Linked DNA regions of Mus musculus: all the other regions are linked to region 1. Evidence: chromatin contacts called from public promoter capture Hi-C data. All regions are on one chromosome and are shown on one strand. Each heading gives the region's core, a stretch centred on a gene start, on an enhancer-like site or on the middle of the called end of the contact. The rest is flanking DNA. Distances are from core to core; before and after follow the strand shown.

Evidence for each region. Promoter capture Hi-C pulls out the DNA fragments that hold promoters and counts their contacts.
Region 2: a contact with region 1 is called in a promoter capture Hi-C map of second pharyngeal arch cranial neural crest, with 2.9 times the contacts expected there. The contact joins the enhancer-like site here to the promoter of Cdk13 in region 1. A contact is called at or near these places in 6 of 39 promoter capture datasets (cranial neural crest, frontonasal cranial neural crest, hippocampal neurons and 3 more) and 1 of 115 datasets of contacts at active chromatin or transcription factors (embryonic forebrain).
Region 3: a promoter capture Hi-C map of pre-B cells shows a contact between it and region 1. The contact joins the enhancer-like site here to the promoter of Cdk13 in region 1. A contact is called at or near these places in 7 of 39 promoter capture datasets (the 3T3-L1 cell line, cranial neural crest, frontonasal cranial neural crest and 4 more).

What each region holds. Positions count from the first base shown.
Region 1 is chr13:17,803,412-17,806,659 of GRCm38.p6, reverse strand. It overlaps Cdk13 (cyclin-dependent kinase 13), which reads left to right and starts at 1,563. Exons shown (of 14, transcript NM_027118.1): 1 at 1,563-3,222. The coding sequence starts at 2,009.
Region 2 is chr13:18,787,004-18,790,251 of GRCm38.p6, reverse strand. The region is part of intron 5 of Vps41 (VPS41 HOPS complex subunit); the gene reads right to left. Among named protein-coding and RNA genes, the nearest start is that of Vps41, 71 kb to the right of the region's middle. Within about 2 kb of position 1,446, at least 13 of the 459 cell types and tissues checked have an H3K27ac peak or open chromatin away from gene starts, as enhancers often do. A contact at or near this core is called in second pharyngeal arch cranial neural crest, where this site is marked.
Region 3 is chr13:18,762,346-18,765,593 of GRCm38.p6, reverse strand. The region is part of intron 4 of Vps41 (VPS41 HOPS complex subunit); the gene reads right to left. Among named protein-coding and RNA genes, the nearest start is that of Vps41, 47 kb to the right of the region's middle. Within about 2 kb of position 1,438, at least 3 of the 459 cell types and tissues checked have an H3K27ac peak or open chromatin away from gene starts, as enhancers often do.

The sequences.
Region 1 (3,248 bases), core at 314-2,813:
CATATGCCATTGCATCAGGCTTTGAAAAGCAGCATAATGGGACAGGTTGATATTTTTCTGAAAAGCTCTCCTCCTTAGTACTCCGAGTTAACAATGATGTCAAGAAGAAATTTGCTTTAGGTAACATACTTCTGAAATTTCGTTTCCCAGTATCTTTGCTTTGCCCCCTTCTGTGTAGAAGGTTCCACTGGGTGTTCCACTCAGGCCTGTCTTTGTCAGAAGTAGCTATTCAAACCTATCTTCTAGCAAGTATCTTTTGTAAACTTCAAAGTCTGAGCTTCCATCAGTTTGTGAGATGATGCTGAGGTCAACTTGATTACTAAGTATTTAAGAACTAAAAGCCAGCTGATGATCTGAATAAATTTGTTAAGGGGTAATTACATGTACCCACTGAGCAATGTTTATCTTCTTTCCAGTATTAATGACCAATAAGCCTTTTAGATTTTAATCTAATTACCCCGAATACCTAGCCTCTAACTGAAGGGCAATCTTAAGGCAAGAGATGAGGGCATTATGTAGCTGACAGCTCATAGCTTTAGTTAGATATAATTACAGGTGAAAGTACAAAGAGGGCAGCTTCCACTACTACAAAATGTTTTTAAGGTTCCTGGGATTTTTAGTAGTCCTCCTTGATATTTTGACTCATCTTTCAGATTTACTTAATGCTTTTGCTTTATAAAGAGATTTACTTATTTCATGTATGTGACACATCAGAAGAGGGATCCCCATTACAGCTGGTTGTGAGCCACCATACTGTTGCTGGGAATTGAACTCAGGACCTCTGGAAGAGCAGTGAGTGTTCTTAACCTCTGAGCCACCTCTCCAGCCCTGTGTAAGGCTTTTTAAAGGTTCCGAAACGTCAGTGTCGCGGAAGCTCGAAGCTATGAACACCAAGTATATTTTTAGGTTACGATGGGTCCTTGAACTTGGGCGTACGTGAGTCTAGTCAAGCTAACGTCACATTCGCCCTCTGTGGGGAGTCTGCTCTCACAGATGTTCCGATCCCGTGGCTGGGGAAAAGGTAGTCGTCAAGGTTCTCCCGGGTCCTGCCGTGACCTTTTCACTGGAGGCGAGCAACAAGCGCCATGAGTGGCGCCGGAGGGAAGGCCTCCAGCGACAGCACAGCGCAGCCCACGCCTCCTCTCCTTTCTTTAACCCTGCTCCTCCGTCCCACCCCTGCCGGAAGTGGAGTGGCTCCTCGCGTCACTTCCGGTGACGGCCAGGGTCCCGGCGGGCGCGAGCACGCAGCACCTCCCCTCGCCCGCGCTCGCTCTCTCCATCGGCGTCCCCGAACGTGACGAGCGTGCGCGCCGCCGACCTAGCGTTGGGTTTAGGGGCAAAAGTCTTGAGGAACGCGGCGAGTGGGTGGTGCGCGGCGAGGGCTCGGCCAGCCAGTCGCGTCGCCGTCCCGCAGGGAGAACGCGGAGGGCAGGGAGGGGCGAGCGGCGCGCGCGGAGCCCGCGTGGAGGGGCGGAGGACAGCGAGCCGCGCCCCCGCTCCGGAAGCTGCGCGCAGTGCCCTCGGGGCGCCAGGCCCAGGCCCGTCCGAGCGCCGCGGGGTGTCGCCGCCGCCGCCACAGGACGACGTGGACGCGCCGCGGCCGGCCGGCGACGGAGGCGTGCTGTGGTCGCGCCCACTGCCCTCCCGCGAGCTCGCCCCCGACGTCAGGACGATGGAGTGAAGCGCGGCCCGCGGTGGCACTTCCGCGTTGCGCCGCCGGAGCCCGAGGCCGCCGCCGCCGCCGCCACCGCCGCCGCCCGGCACGGCCGGCTTTCCGCCGAGGATAGGATCCTCCCGCGCCAGGCCCTGACGCCGCTGCGCACACACCGCGACTGGAACCGGGGACGCGCGTCCCGACCCGGATTATCGTGGCGCGACTCCCGGCCGGCCCTGCTGCTCGCTACCCCTCCGCCGCGGCTGCCGTCCCCCTTCCCGGCGGGGGACATGGCCAGGGTCTGACCCCGGAGGAGGCCGCACCCGCGCCGCACTCTGCGGCGGGCTCTAGGCGATGCCGAGTAGCTCGGACACGGCGCTGGGGGGAGGCGGGGGCCTGAGCTGGGCCGAGAAGAAGTTGGAGGAGCGCCGCAAGCGGAGGCGATTCCTGTCCCCTCAGCAGCCGCCGCTGCTGTTGCCGCTCCTGCAGCCGCAGCTCCTGCAACCGCCGCCGCCCCCGCCGCCTCTGCTCTTCCTGGCTGCCCCCGGCGCGGCCGCCGCCGCAGCCGCCGCCGCCGCGGCCTCCTCCTCTTGCTTCAGCCCGGGCCCTCCTCTGGAGGTCAAGCGGCTGGCGAGAGGCAAGAGGCGCCCCGGAGGGCGGCAGAAGCGGCGCCGCGGGCCCCGCGCCGGGCAGGAGGCGGAGAAGCGCCGGGTCTTCTCGCTGCCCCAGCCGCAGCAGGACGGCGGTGGCGGTGCCAGTAGCGGCGGGGGTGTGACCCCGCTGGTGGAGTACGAGGATGTGAGCTCCCAGTCCGAGCAGGGGCTGCTGCTGGGGGGCGCCAGCGCGGCAACGGCGGCGACGGCTGCCGGGGGAACGGGGGGCAACGGCGGGAGTCCGGCCTCCTCCTCCGGCACGCAGAGGCGCGCGGAGGGGTCGGAGCGCAGGCCGCGCCGGGACCGCCGCAGCAGCAGCGGCCGCAGCAAGGAGCGCCACCGCGAGCACCGGCGGCGGGACGGGACGCGCAGCGGCAGCGAGGCCTCAAAGGCCCGCAGCCGCCACGGACACAGCGGCGAGGAGCGGGCGGAGGCCGCCAAGAGCGGCAGCAGCAGCAGCAGCGGCGGCCGCCGCAAGAGCGCGTCGGCTACGTCCAGCAGCAGTAGCAGCCGCAAGGACCGGGACCTCAAGGCCCACCGCAGCCGGACTAAGTCGTCCAAGGAACCGCCCTCGGCCTACAAGGAGCCGCCCAAGGCCTACCGGGAGGACAAGAGCGAGCCGAAGGCCTACAGGCGGCGGCAGCGGTCCCTGAGCCCGCTGGGAGGCCGGGACGAAAGCCCGGTGTCCCACAGGGCCTCGCAGAGCCTTCGGAGCCGCAAGTCCCCCAGTCCGGCGGGAGGTGGCAGCAGTCCTTATTCCCGGCGGCTGCCGCGCTCCCCGAGCCCCTATAGCCGGCGCCGCTCGCCCAGCTACAGCCGCCACAGCTCCTACGAGCGGGGCGGCGACGTATCCCCCAGCCCGTACAGCAGCAGCAGCTGGCGGCGCTCGCGCAGCCCCTACAGCCCAGTACTCAGGTGAGTCCTGTCCCCCCAACCCTAGG
Region 2 (3,248 bases), core at 197-2,696, 980 kb before region 1:
TTGACAATGTGTGACTTTGTCACAATTCATGTTCTCCTTCCACTGACAGCCAGTTGCTTTGGCACCAGATCAGAACTTTGTTTGCAGTGCTTCTGCAGACATCCTTTCCTAATCTCCTGATTAACTTACACACATGTGTGAGGCCCATATAACAAGGGGTGGGAATATTAACTCACAGGCTAGAATTATGTTCATATTAATGGACAAAAATATTTAATAGACTTGTTTCATTTATTTATGATTTTTAAAAAATGTTTATGAGTGTTTTGGTTGAATGTATGTACATGCATCACATGGTTGTTGCCTGATGCCGGAAAAAGCCAGAAGACAGGTTATCAGATCTGCTGGGAGCTAGAGTTACAGAGTTACTAGGCGGTAAACCCAATCCTCTGCAAGAGCAACAGCGCTTAACCACTAAGCTGACTCTCCAGCCCCAACAGTTTGGTTCTAATTAATTCCTAGTCTTACCAGGAGAGTATGGCAAGTGTAAGAGTTACCACAGAAACAGAACTAAAGGTGGTGTTAGGACCCTTATTGATGACTCCAGCACTTGAGATGGGTTTACGTTCTTTCTGGTCTCTAGAACTTCTTTACTTATGTAGAAATTCACCCTGAGGCCATGTGCATATATGCTCTTGGTCTGAATGTCTGTCTCCCTCAGATTTTCCTGTTGAAATCCAATGTCCAAAGTAATGGTATTATGGGGGATGGCCTCCTGCAGGATGTTCCCTCAAGAATGATACACCAGTACCAGTATAAAGGGAATAAAGAAAGCTAAGTAGGCACATTTGTCTTCCTGCTTTCAGACACTAAGGAGACAAATGCATCCTTCAAACCAGGGAGGACTGTGGCAGTGTCCTCTGGGAGCAGGGAGGACATTCCTCCCCAAACACTGAACCCAGGATCCTCATGTTCACAGTTGTCAGAAATAATGTTCCCTTGTTAAAAAACTGCCCAGTCTAATAGCATTTTATTACATCAACACAGGCTAATGAGACTTCTGTGTAATATTTTAAATAACAAACTCATTTTTTGTACTCAAAAAAAGACTATGTGAACTCAATGTTTTTCTTGTTTTAATGTTCATAAGTTGTGAATGAATGATTCGTTCACCCAAGCTTCAAGCAGAGAATTCTCTCAATAGACAAATTCACCCATTAGAAAATAAAACCTTTCAGCCAGGTATGGTCAATACACCTATGCTTATAATCCAACAAGCAGGAGGATGAAATAGGAGAATTGTTCATTTGAGGCCAGTCTGTGGCTACATTCACAGACCTTGACTCAAATAAGCAAATCTTTGCTGTTCTTTCTGCTAACTGTCTAGAACTATTCGAGCATGACATAATGTGGAATTCTTTCTAAATGGATCCCAGGCATGGCCAGCACACGCCACAGCTGCTGTGGCTCTCACTGCTGGGAGGGTATGAAATCTCTTCCTTTTTATAAATTCCTGAAACTGATGTTTCTGAAGCAGAACAGTCAAGCACTGCACTCAGCAAACACTGCACTCAGCAAACACTGCACTCAGCAAACACTGCACTCAGTCAGGCCTTTACTGGACGATGGGAGGATCGATGGAGACAAGCAATTTCCACACAGTAAGGCAGGCCCTGTATCACTGACTGGTAATGGAGGAAATCAGCATGGGCCCATAGTGATGTGCTCAGTGTTAATGCCTACACAACTAGCTCCCAATTCCATCTACTTTCTTCCCAGCACAACATCTTTACAACACAGTCTCGGGTCAGACACTACTACAACTCATTAACAACTCTAACCCCATAACAGGCCTCACCTCTGATGATAAGCAGTTAGATCCCTGAGGACTAACAGTCGGCTCACCTTAGACAAACTACATCTCTTTCTGGTGGGTTGAAGTGATATCTGTAATGGTCACAACAGATAATACCCAATGTGGGTTGAAAATCTTGCTCTATCCTGCTGCTAAGGATGCTAAAGTCCACACCAATGTGCTTGTTCAAAGGATGATTCTGCTGATAACCTAAAGACCTGCCTATGATCATCAAAATCAATCGATGTGACCAGAATCCAAGTGTACCAAAGCTCCTGTAGGAAAACATCATGCCAGACAATAGAAAATACGCAAATAAGGCAAGCATGTTTTCACATGAACGCCAAAAAGAGCAAAATAGTATAACAACATTGGAAAGCTGGTTGTCAAACTGTGGAGGAAAAAAATCTGTGCCTGAATTAAGAGAGCTTTCATGAGAGGAGAAATAAAGGAAACAGGGTATTCATCAGAATAGAGATAAGTACCATTTAGAAGTTGGGTGAGCCATGAATGACCTCCTGAAGACCAGCGCCGCATGCTTACGGAAGCCTACTTACTTACTGAAGCCTAGATGTGACAAACACAAAGCCAAGCAAGCTCCTACGAAACAGGCACTGGCCTTCAGGGTTGTCCCCGACAATCCTCAGAAGTTAAGTGCCTTCTTATGTTAAAGAACACTGAAAGAGACACCACTGAGGGAGGAGCAAGCTGAGACCTCAGGTAAAGCTGGCCACACACCTGTAACGCTAGTACTTGGAAGGCTGAGGCAGGAGAATCTCAAGTTCCAGGCCAGCCTGAGCTACAAATGAGACCCTTTCTTAAAAACAAGATGACACCACCACCACACCACGTGCATGATCATTAACAGTAAGCTTAGCTGAGCACACAGGAAGACCGGAAATCCCGTACCCTCATAGGTGATGTCTCAACGGTGTCAGTGGCAGTCCTACAGTCTTCTGGAAAACTATGGACAATGCTTCACTTCAGTCATGTCATGTCCTAAGCTGCGCACTCACAAGGTACACTACTGAATTAACACAGCAGTTCCACTTCTCTTCTCCATATTCTGTATTTATTTGGTTACTGGTCACTGAAGATTATACTAATCTATAAAGGGAATCCAGTCAATGATAGCCTAGAGTATTGACTTCTATAAAGATCAAGGTTGAGATAAAGATCATAAAAATTAAAGGTCACCACAGAGAGTTTTCTTTGACAATGATATTCGCCACAGCAGTTCTAACAACCTGCCACAAAAACTTCTAGTGTTGAAGTTGAGGTTGGCGTGGGGGTGAGAGAGAGAGAGAGAGAGAGAGAAAGAGCCTGAGAGAGGGAGGCAGAGAAACAGAGTAAGACATACAGAGAAAAATGAGTATGAATATGAATGGATGATGAACAAATAAGAATTTCCAACAAGTGGCCTACAGCCATTCTCCTGAAAAGTTCCCATGAA
Region 3 (3,248 bases), core at 189-2,688, 960 kb before region 1:
TCTTACTTATATAAGCAAAGCTCATCGGAACCGAAAAGTGCCTGAGAAATGACGGAGCAGGACAAACCCAGAACATGAATTCCTCCACCCTAACTGTGAATGGCAGCCTGCCTCTCATGGAAGGTGAAGTCAACTGCACTCTACCAAGATCTCAGGAACAGCATGCCATACTGAACCGTAGGCAATGTTCCCCCCGTGGCTTCTAGGCTTGATAGGTCACCATGACCATCCTCAACCGTAAAAAATAAGTGTCAATAATACAGAGAGGTTAAAATGCATAGAGTTCACTGTTTACATACAAACCTCCCAGCAGCCCAAAGTAGTTCTTCTTGTCAAGGTAAAAATGCTGCTTAATAGGAAACATCTGATGTGTGCTCTGCCTCCTTCGCATGCTGCTGTGTGTGGTGTGTGCATGTGTGCTTGTCTTGGCCTGTGGAAGGCAGACACAAACACTGGATGCCTGCCTCAATTAGCTCCTACCTTACTTGAGATAGGGCCTCTCACTGAACCCAGCCAGCAAACCAGAGGGTCCATCTGCACCACGTTCTTGCCAGAGCTGAGGTTACAAGCACACACTGCTATCCCCAGCTTTTCCACAGATACTGGGGTGAAAACTCTGTCCTCAAACTTGTGCAGCACCTTTTGTGCCATCTTTGAGTCTTTCTCATATTATTTTTAATTAGACATTTGTATGTGACCAGCCTATTTTAACTACTTAAAAACCAAATCACCTGATTAGAAAATAATTGTCCACAACCTGAGCTTGAACAAATATCCTTCATAAAACATGAAAAGCCAAAAGTCATGTAAAAATGAAAGGAATGAAAAGAAGCTTTGAACAGAAGTTCTCCTGCCTGAAAAGAATATAACTCTGCCCTTTTATGTCATTCGATCACTGCTTGATTGACTGCTTGATTGCTTGCTTGATTTTCAGTTTTCGTATCATAACGAGGACTCTACCACTGACTACATTCCCAGCCCTCATTGCTATCTTAGCTAATTGTTGACCTTAAATTATCACCACGCATGAGAATGCTTAAAAGGCTTTTGCTGAGCACCAAAATATCCTAAGTATTGTTTTTCTTAAGAATCTCCTCTACTCAAGACTTTTTAACTACCTTCCCTATCCCCTGTAAGGAAACATGACTAGATGTGACTACTGTAACCTTGGAAGGCTAGAGGCTCCCTGGGCCTCTAAAACCTTAGGCTGCTGTCTCTATCCAGTATCCAAGACTAAGAGCTTGTGACCATATCTGAAAAAAGGCTCCGACTTTACAGCTGTGCACTGCCAGGACACTGCAACCTCTGCAGAGCTGGGGCACAGAGTGGCCTTTCTGCCTGCAGGGGACTTATTAGATGATGTTCTTGGTCTAAATCCTAACAACCTTTAAAAGAAAAGACCGGATCTGGAAGGGATTGGCCTCTAAGGAAGTCATGTACTGCTGATCCCTAGACCTGCCTGCCTCCTGTGAAATTGCATCTTTTGCTCATCAGGCTGAAGCATTAACAGCAGCAGAAGGCTGGCTTGCACACAACACCAGACAGTAAGTAACCATACACTACACAGACATTCACCATTTGGGCACAGATTGCTTCAAGGAAAAGAATACAGTCTACAATGATAAAAGCACGTGGCCTTGTCCTTCTTAAACTAAGAAAACGTGGCATGCTGTTCAGCGTGAGATCCCCCTGCAGGTACCCTCTGCTGCAGGTGCCCTCTGCTGCAGGTGCAGGAAGAGCAGGGCAGCACCTGGACCTTATCTTCTCCGGCACCTACAGTCTTCACAGCCACATCCTACTGCTCTGAGACAATATTAAGTGTCCTAACAACTCAGTTGAAGATCTTGGACAACCTGATTCTAGTCTCACCATGGTACCTTGAATGGTTGCCTGCAACACTACATCTAAGATAAGAAGGAACACTAAATGGCCCTGCTACAGAAGTCAAGAGTGAGCCAGGAAGCAATATAAGGAACAAATAAAGCTTTTCTTCCGGGCATGCACTCTGTCAATAAAGAATTGCTGAGTCCATCCCATGTGTGCTCTGGGTTACCTCATTCAAGATGATATTTTCTAGTTCCATCCATTTACCTAAGAATTTCATGAAGTCATTGTTTTTAATAGCTGAATAGTACTCCACTGTGTAAAAGTCGGTATTAGCCCAAAAGCTCAGAATACCCAAGATACAACTCACAGACCACATGAAGCTCAAGAAGAAGGAAGACCAATGGATGCTTCAGTCCTTCTTAGAAGGCAGAACAAAATACTCATGGGAGGAAATATGGAGACAATGTGTAGAGCAGAGATTGAAGGAAAGGCCATTCAGAGACTGCCCCACCTGGGGATCGATCCCATATACAGTCACCAAACCCAGACACTTTTGTGGATGCCAAGAAGAGCTTGCTGACAGGAGCCTGATAGCCATCTCCTGAGAGGATCTGCCAGAGTCTGACAAATACAGAAGCAGATGTTCACGGCCAACCACTGGACTGAGCAGGGGCGGGCCCAGGGGAGGACTTAAGGAAAGAAATTAAGGAGCTGAAGGGGTTTGCAACCCCATAGGAAGAACAACAATATCAACCAACCAGACCCCCACCTCTCGGAGCTCCCAGGGACTAAACCAACAAAAGAGTACCCATGGAGGAACCCATGGCTCCAGCCACATATGTAGCAGAAGATAGCCTTGTTGGTCATCAATGGGAGGAGAGTCCCTTGGTCCTGTGAAGGCTTGATGCCCCAGTGTAGGGGAGTACCAGGGCAGGGAGGCAGAAGTGGGTGGGTGAGTGACTATCCTCATAGAAGCAGGTAGATGGAGAGGGGAGAGGGGGTTTTCAGAGGGGAAACTGGGAAAGGGGATAAGATTTGAAATGTAAATAAAGAAAATATCCAATAAAAACAAAGAATTGCTGAGAACAAGCCTGTGATCCTTATAACTTGAATGCCACTTTGAACAGATAACCATTTACTCTAAATATAAATTACTTGAATGGTGACTTATAATGTGTAAAGCATTGTAGAAATTGTTATTTTAATTGAGCAAATATTTTCCTTGCTCATACACAAAGCCACTGAAAATATAAAAGAAAGAATAACAAAAAAGGAAGGCTGTCCTAGTTAGGGTTTTACTGCTGTAAACAGACACCATAACTAAGGCAACTCTTATAAAGGAAAACATTTGATGGGGTTGGCTTACAAGTTCACAGGTTCAGTATATTATCATCAAGCCAGGAAGCACAGCAGCATCTAGG